2 separate regions of the Mus musculus genome follow, and region 1 is linked to region 2. The links are chromatin contacts, called in public Hi-C maps. All regions are on one chromosome and are shown on one strand. The core of a region is the stretch at or near the end of the contact, and the rest is flanking DNA. Distances in the headings are between cores, read along the strand shown. Region 1 has its middle 110 kb from the start of Tmem18. Region 2 overlaps Tpo (thyroid peroxidase).

What was found. A called contact is a pair of places that touch in the nucleus more often than the background predicts.
Region 1: a contact with region 2 is called in a Hi-C map of cortical neurons, with 2.3 times the contacts expected there. The contact joins two enhancer-like sites. A contact is called at or near these places in 3 of 39 promoter capture datasets (the C10 cell line, liver and pre-B cells) and 1 of 484 Hi-C or Micro-C datasets (cortical neurons).

What each region holds. Positions count from the first base shown.
Region 1 is chr12:30,697,435-30,701,327 of GRCm38.p6, forward strand. No RefSeq gene overlaps it. Among named protein-coding and RNA genes, the nearest start is that of Tmem18, 110 kb to the left of the region's middle. Within about 2 kb of position 1,552, at least 12 of the 459 cell types and tissues checked have an H3K27ac peak or open chromatin away from gene starts, as enhancers often do. A contact at or near this core is called in cortical neurons, where this site is marked.
Region 2 is chr12:30,126,721-30,130,735 of GRCm38.p6, forward strand. All of the region lies in intron 2 of Tpo (thyroid peroxidase), which reads right to left. Among named protein-coding and RNA genes, the nearest start is that of Tpo, 3.9 kb to the right of the region's middle. Within about 2 kb of position 2,036, at least 34 of the 459 cell types and tissues checked have an H3K27ac peak or open chromatin away from gene starts, as enhancers often do. A contact at or near this core is called in cortical neurons, where this site is marked.

The sequences.
Region 1 (3,893 bases), core at 302-2,801, 570 kb after region 2:
TCTACATTCTCAAGGGGCTGAGGTAGACTAACCTGATGGTTCAGTCATAATGCCCAAAATCTATTCTTGGTCTACTGATCTGGCTATTCCCATGAATTCTACAAGTTAACAATCGGCAGGGATTTCATTTATATGTGCATACCACATCCGGAAGCTATGACAGAAAGTTGGAATTGATGAGATTAACAAGTTAATTTTCCTAATTTGTGTAAACAGTACTTAATGGTAAAGCATGACAACCGTGCCTTCCTTCATAAAAACATGCTGGCAGCTCGGGCTTTCAGCATAGAGAGGCTCAAAACTGTTATAGGCTGGGGTAGCACTGTAACTGGGGTAGCCCTGACTCCAGACAGAGGGACTCAGAAACATTCACTTTTGATCTAATTAGTATTTTTCAATATGGTTTTCCAAAATAATTTTTCAAATTCGTGAGGGGGCGTGGGGGAGATTTGGTCAGACACAATGGTCACATGCCTATAATTCAGAACTTGGGAAATTAAAATTCAAAAATCAATAGTTTAAAGGCAGCCCGGGCTGCATAGTGCATATGAAGGAGGAGGAGGAGGAGGAGGAGGAGGAGGAGGAGAAGGAGGAGGAGGAGGAGGAGGAGGAGGAGGAGGAGGAAATACTTGACACAAAATGTTGTGGATTTAAAGAGTATTATGATGATCTAAGAAGGATCGCATAGAACACCTAATTCATAAAAACGACTCTGCCCATGGGCTTTGGTGCTGGGTCAGAGTTCTCACTGGGTGGGAGGCTGAGTGGACACCTTCTATTCCAAGCAACCCTTTTCTGCCTCCATAAGCCAAATGCTTCCTTTCAAATATGCTGGGGGACTGTCATACAGACATTCACAAAGAAACACAAGAATCTTTGAAAGCTGGAAGATTTTAGCATCTATTCACAGCCACATGCTCACATGCCCAAAATACCCACAGCATTACTTGATTAAGGGGGCGTTGCAGAAGCAAAACAATTCCAAACAAAGTCGCTTGACGCAGGAAGTCCCAGTTGGTCCAGCTCCTATTTAGAACCCTGTGACTGAGCTTCTGAGCCAGAATGAAGCCCAAGGAGCTGCGCAAGTCAGAGCAGCAGATGTGTCTGTCTGAGCAGCATTTACAGCGCCACCCGTGAGCTGATTGTCCCCTAATAGCTGTGATATCACTGTGGAGCCAGCTGGAAAAAATAGCAAAGGGAAATTTAGAAAAACTGTGCAGTAGTTACGTTTTGAATTCTGGAGGAATTATGTGACTAGAGATTTTTCTATATCCATTATACAAGTCAAACGCTTGAATGAAAGCAAAGATTTTTAAAGGACATTTAAAGACTGCAAACGAAATTACCAGTTTATTTTTAATTTTTCAAGTTTCCTGAAGGTTTTCTGGAATCTATTAATATTTCACATATAAAGAGAAGAAATTCAAGGTCTGTAAAAAACAAGCTTTGGAATTAGCCAAATGAAGTTTCTAGGAAGACACCAAGGCTGGCGTGCCTGTTTGCTGCATGACCAGCTCATGGACCCAAGTTAGCGCAGCTTCCTATAGGATTGTTCTCAAGGACAATGGAAGTAAGAAGCATCAGCTTGTCACTCTCCATGTGTGCTGAGTGACATGTCAGGTGACACTCCAACTCAAATAGGTAATGAGTTGTTCCTTGAATCCATCAGCCACTGCTATACTGTGCCCAGTCCTGTGCTAGGTGAGGCTGAACCCTGCCATGAATATGTGATTTAAGTTATGAGCAATGATGTAGGCAGACCTTATGTTGGTTCAAGCTTTTCCACTATGTCCTTTGTGCTGGTGACTTCTATTTGGCATTTCCTTCTCTAGCATAGTATGAAATCAAGTATAGATATGATGTCCCAGGTACCATAGCTCTTCTCTATACACAGAGTGGTAAATAAGAGGGAACACACAGACTCCTGCGTGCCATGTGCCCGTCCCTGCTGCCAATCAGTTTTAGCCATATCCATAGGCTTTGCAGTGTGGCAGAGGACAAAGGGGCTTCTAAGACTCTTTCAATCCTATGTCACCATTTGGCTTCCTACCTTTCTAATTATAGTTCTGGAATGAACCTTCAGAATGAACATGATTGATCAGGCTGTTCATTGCGTTGGAAATCAGAAACCTCAGTCGCCAGGTGACTAGGGGGGACTCTATGCTACTCTTGATGGGGTGAGTGGCACTCAGTGAAAGGCCACAGGCTGACTGGCCAGTGTGTATGCATAATCAGGGCAATGAGACATTCTTGTAATATTTATCATGAGCTATTGTGCTTTCCTTAGTGATTGAACCATCATGTAAACATAAGCATTTTCTTCCTTTTTTGCCCCCCCCCCAACTTAGCCATCATTCCCCTCATAAGCATTTAGTTTTCATGAAACAAAAGCACAATATTCCTTTTTTTGTGTTTCTCTATCATCTCAGTGTTTGAGGGGACTCTGGATACAGAGATACAGGAGGAATGGCTCCCAATGTGTTCACCCAGCCTTACATACTACTTATTAATTTAGACACAGAAATTGTAACTATGAATTTAAAAATATTTCCATATGTTTGGCAATATTAAGATTGACAAATGTTTAACGAGAAAAATTCCAAACTTGGGGCAGTTCTTGAAGATGGTTCATACCTTTAGCATCATGCCCATGGTTAGAAAACTAAATCACTTATTACAAAGCAAAGAAGTCCACAACAGATTAAATACTTGTTAGATTTCTTTCAAGACCTGGGACAGGTAAGACTGCCATTATGTACTTGGAGACACAAGCCACGAAGACGTGAGGATGCTCGCAGCCTCTGGCCCAGCAAACATAGGTTATTGCCATAGCCAACTGAAATGTACAAGCAGATGAACAGATTGAAAATCAAAACTTTCCTCAGGCCTTTCAGTAAATCAAGGTTACATATGGGCCAACTGCCTCCCTGGAAACTGGGGGGAGGAATGGGAAGAGACAGGTTAGCCACCATGCGGGGGAGCGAAAGTTTCCAGTGTCAGCAGAGTAGAGACATGCTCAGGGATTTTTTTTTTTTTTGTCTCCTAACAAGAATCCGCTGGGACCACTCAGGTTCCCTGATGCAGGACAGCAGAAGCAAGAAGGAAAGGTGGCGGCCCTGAAGCCTGTCCAGCCTCATTGGCAAAGAAGGAACCTCATCTCTCAGCGAAGGAAAGCCCACCACTCTTATATCTTTGTGTCTACTTTCAAAGGAAGGAGCCAGGGGTACTATTGAAGGCCATTGGCTGTTGGGATCTTTGTGACTGCGTGTTAATTTTAATATTTTCCTATTGTTGTGAAGGATGAAAAATGGACTTTGTTATGGGATTTTATATAGTAAAGATATTTAGCAATGTTAATTATTCTACCTCATGAGCTCAGGATATCTGTCTTTTATCTATGCCTTTGACTTCTTTTTACCAGTATCTTGTAAATCTTAGCATAAAAATTTAAAGTTAAATTTATCCCATCTATTTTATCTTGCGCGCGCTCAACTGGCCAGGAAGAACGACGCTGCAACAGGATCCTTCTGCACACGTTTATTGGGAGAGCATTGATTGCATAGGTGAAAGAAGAACAACCCCGAACAAGGAAAATGATGCTGCTTATATACCCCTCCATGTGACGTGTCAGCTCCTGATTAGCTGCTCACTCATCACCTCACTATTACGCCCCAGGATGGGCAGTGACTTGGCACGAATTTACTCTTGCACCTGCGCACATTACTTGTTTACCAGTTAGGCACAGCGAAGGCTCGTGATGACAATTGCTCATGGCTCTCCACAATTTTATTTATTGTAGTTATTGTAAATGAGTTTCTTCTCCTATTTTTTTCTGCTACTTTGTTATCACTAGTGTATATAAATACTATCATTTGACAAAGATTAAGAATTAC
Region 2 (4,015 bases), core at 786-3,285:
CTTTGAATGCTTGGCTCAATTAGTGGAACTATTTGGAAGGATTAGGAGATATGTTCTTGTTGGAATAGGTGTGGCCTTGTTGGAAGAGATGTGTCACTGGGGGTAGGTGTAAATGTATCAAAAGCCCACAATAGGATCAGTCTGCTGCCCCCCGCCCTTCGTGAACGTCTGTTTCTCTCTCTCTGCCTGGAGCCTACGGGTCAGGATGCAAAGCTCTCAATGCCATGCCTATCTGCCCACCATGATCATCTTAGACTAACTCTCTAAAACTGTAAAACAAGTCCCCAATTAAATGTTTTATTTTTATAGGCATTGCCTTGGTCGTCGTCTCTCTTTGCAGCAACAGTACAATGACTAAGATAGTCTTTGACATGTTGTCTGGAGTCAAGTGGAGTTGGGGACCCTTGAAAATGTGTGTCTTTTCCTTTCACTGCCTTAATGCCTTTTGGAAAGTTCTGTACACCCCCATTGCTGAGTGGGAAAAGTTATGTCTCAGACAACTCACTTCTTTTTTTGTTCTTGCTGTAAGTCAGGTGGCTTTCTAAATATAGACATGCTGGGTTGTGCCTCCCCTCACAACACAAAGACCCTGATGTCCACAGAGTGAAAACCACACTCCTTTCCATGGACTGTTAAGATCCTCGAAATCTACAAGGATACGGTTTAATTGTCAAAGCTCTAGGTATGGTAGCTTGATTCCCCCTTACTTTAAAATGTATTGCCATCCGGCACTAAAAAAATGGATTAGTGTATATAGGAACACTCACTGCATAAGCGTTAGAACCTCAGCTCAGATCCCATTATCCAGGAAGAGAGTTTGACATGGCTGCATGCACCTTTTACTGCAATACTGCACAGAGCAGGGATAGAAAGATTACTGAGGCTTATTGGCTGCCAGTCTAACTTCAGGTTCGGTAATCAAAACTGTCTTAGGGTAATAATGTAGAGAGTGATAGAGTAGGAACCCCGATACCCTCTTCTGGCCTCTATACACATGCACATGGGCAGAAGCACCCTTACACACCCGTGTCCACTCCCTCCATCCCCTCAAGTGTCTACTTAAATTATCCAACTCATTCCCTCTTTCTTAGCAGAATAAAGACCCTCTGAGTGGGATACAGCCGAACGAAACAGGATCAGTTCTTCACTGTGTGCCCTGTGCACTATGAGCCTTAGGGTGCTTGACTACATAGTCTTTACCTATTTGGTACCCAGGTGGAGGTTGAACTTAGTAGAAGCATTATGTGAGAGCTAAATGCTTGTGTAGAACAATTACCTATGGAGAAAAATTCTGTGTGTGTCTGTGTATATGTGTGAGTGTGTGTGTGTGTGTGTGTTTGTGTGTGCGCGCGCGCACATGCATATGTGAGTGTCATGTGCATTTCTGGGGAATAGTAGCTGCCAGTGAACTAATATCCTATTATTGACCAATATTAAGCTGATATTTAAATTATCACGATCATGTATTGCTTATGCTTCCATTTTGCCCAACTTTAAAGAAAGGTTGATTATTTCAAATTTTATCTTTGAACTAAAGATTTTTCTGTTGAAAAATTTCCCACAGAAACACTTCTCCTCTGTGATCTTCTAAACTCTCTGTGGAGCCGGATAGATTTTAAATTAATTATGTTTGGGATGACTAGAGGTGTCTCATTCATCCGCATCAGAGGAGAGCATCTTCTCTTCTGCCCATCTTCCCTCAACTTTCTGGGGCCGAATGAATTAGACAGGCAAAGGAAGGATAAACAAGAGAAAACTGGCTGCCAGCAGACCTTGGTCTGTGTGCTGACTTCTCAGGGGAGCTGCTGGGGCAGACACTTGGCGAGGAAGGAAAGAAAGAAGGGAAAGAGAAGGGTTGTTTCTTACTAGGGAACAAGCTTCAAATAGGCAGATAAATGGGGACTGCCTCCTGGCCACTGGCTGGCAGCTGTGTTGTTAATGTGGGTTCCTGGAAGTGTGTGGCTGCCTAGAGACCTGGAGTCTCCTTTCATTCTTCCTGGTAGGGAGTGGGGAGATACTCTGCAATGGATTTCTTGACCAGCAGGGGGAAACAGAGTGCTTCTCTAAGACCTGTGGCATTCTTTTGCATCTCAAGATCTACCCAGCAGGCAGGTGGCCAGGCTATCTCGGACTTGTGGTTGAGGCTAGAGTCAATGATCCTAAGAATTTCAACTTGGTCTCTTCTGTTTGTCTAGAACAGAAATCCAAATTCTAGAGAGTAACATGACTTATTCCCTGTCCCGGCTTTCTATGTGTATGTCCTGAAAGTGCCATCTGCTCTGGGAGGCACACTGGCCTCTAGAATCCCACCTCTTGCATATTCATAACTGGAATGCAAGAAGCCATTATACATGAAGATACCGTATGCCAGGACAAAGAAACAGGCTACATACTTCCAGACATGTTCACAAATACAAAGCAAAAGAAGTGAAAGAAAGCCAATGTCTTCCTGTCCAAAGCCACAGAGGCCCCAGGCTCCCACGTGCTGCCCTTGGCTGACTCTGGTCACCTGGGATTCACTCAGCGTTCTGTGTGGATCGTGTTTTGATGATCTCTGTTTTCAGAAATCTGGTGAACTGGAACAGAGCTGGCCAGCTTTCCTTTTAGACTCCCCCACTAGGCTGGCTTCCCAATCTCAGGATTTGCAGGCAGCTTTCCTGCTCACGCTGTTCATTTGCATCTTATTTTCTTTTCACAGCTACAACGAGCCGCTGAGTTCGCCATAAAGATAATTTCACATGGATCTTAATTTTGCACAAACACTGGAAGCCCATCTCAGTCTGTTGAGAGGAATACGCAGTGCTTCATGGAGCATGTGCTACAGAGGGTTGTCAAGAGAGGCTACGAGCAAAGTTTTCCTAGATTTATAATGGTCATGGGTATACTTTAGGAGAAAATGAAACCTTTTTTTCATTTTCAGTAGTTTATTACTGAATTTCCAGGTGCCGAGGTTTCTTTTCCTCTGTGCTTTGAGGCATCTGGCTTTGCATAGTAAGTGTGTGTGTGTGTGTGTGTGTGTGTGTGTGTGTGTGTGTTGTCCCCTATAGCTTTGCTTCTCAAAGTGTCATTGATGTCCCCCAAATGCACAAAGTCATCTGCATTCTCATTTTCCAAGTATATTTAATTTTGGTTGTAGTGAAATAGATCATATGAAAACTGTGTTTCAAATACATTTTACTGGTGAATATTTACTGTTTCAAAGGCACTGTTTACTTTTCAGCTGATAAACGTTCTTATATTAAAGAATAGAAAATTGAACCATTGTGAAGCAATTTCTATTTCAGAGTCTTGCAAAGTCCAGGCTGAGTTCACTCAAATGTGCTATACATCTGATGCTAGCCTTGTTCGCATGATCCTCCTGCCTCAGGTGGGATCACAGGGGCGCTACGACCCCAAGCAGAAGTAGAAGGGTAGGAGTAGTGATTTTGATGATTTTAAAAAAATTATTAACTCTAGGGCCTCACACATGCCCAGCAAGTCCTCCCTGATTCCAGACTGAAGGTACAGCCAAAGCTGACCTTGACATTGTGATTCTCCTGTTTCATCCTCTCCCATGTTTGCCAACCAATGTGTGGCATCACTACCAGCAGATTTTCTACCTAAGAAATTTATAGAGTAGATGGATAAGAAGCCAGCTTAAAAATATCCCAATGAATGGTAAAATACACTCTAAAGTGCACTATCATTATAGAAGTCATGTTGTACATTATTATATACTATTAAAATGTAAGCAAAAGAGTTGTCACTATTACAGATTTGTAAATCATGCTTTTTATCCCAACACTCTGGAGGCAGCGGTAGAAGCAGGAAGATCTATATGTTCTGCATGGTGATTTCCAGCGCTATGGGGATTACATACTGAAACCCTGTTTCAAGGACAAAACAAACACTCTGTGGGCAGAGTTACAGATGTTCCATATCCTCATTTTGTAAAATAATATCATTTCAAAACTTTAAAGCCACACTGTGCAGATGTTTTTGTGAACAGCTCACAGGTGCAATATCGAGTTCTTGA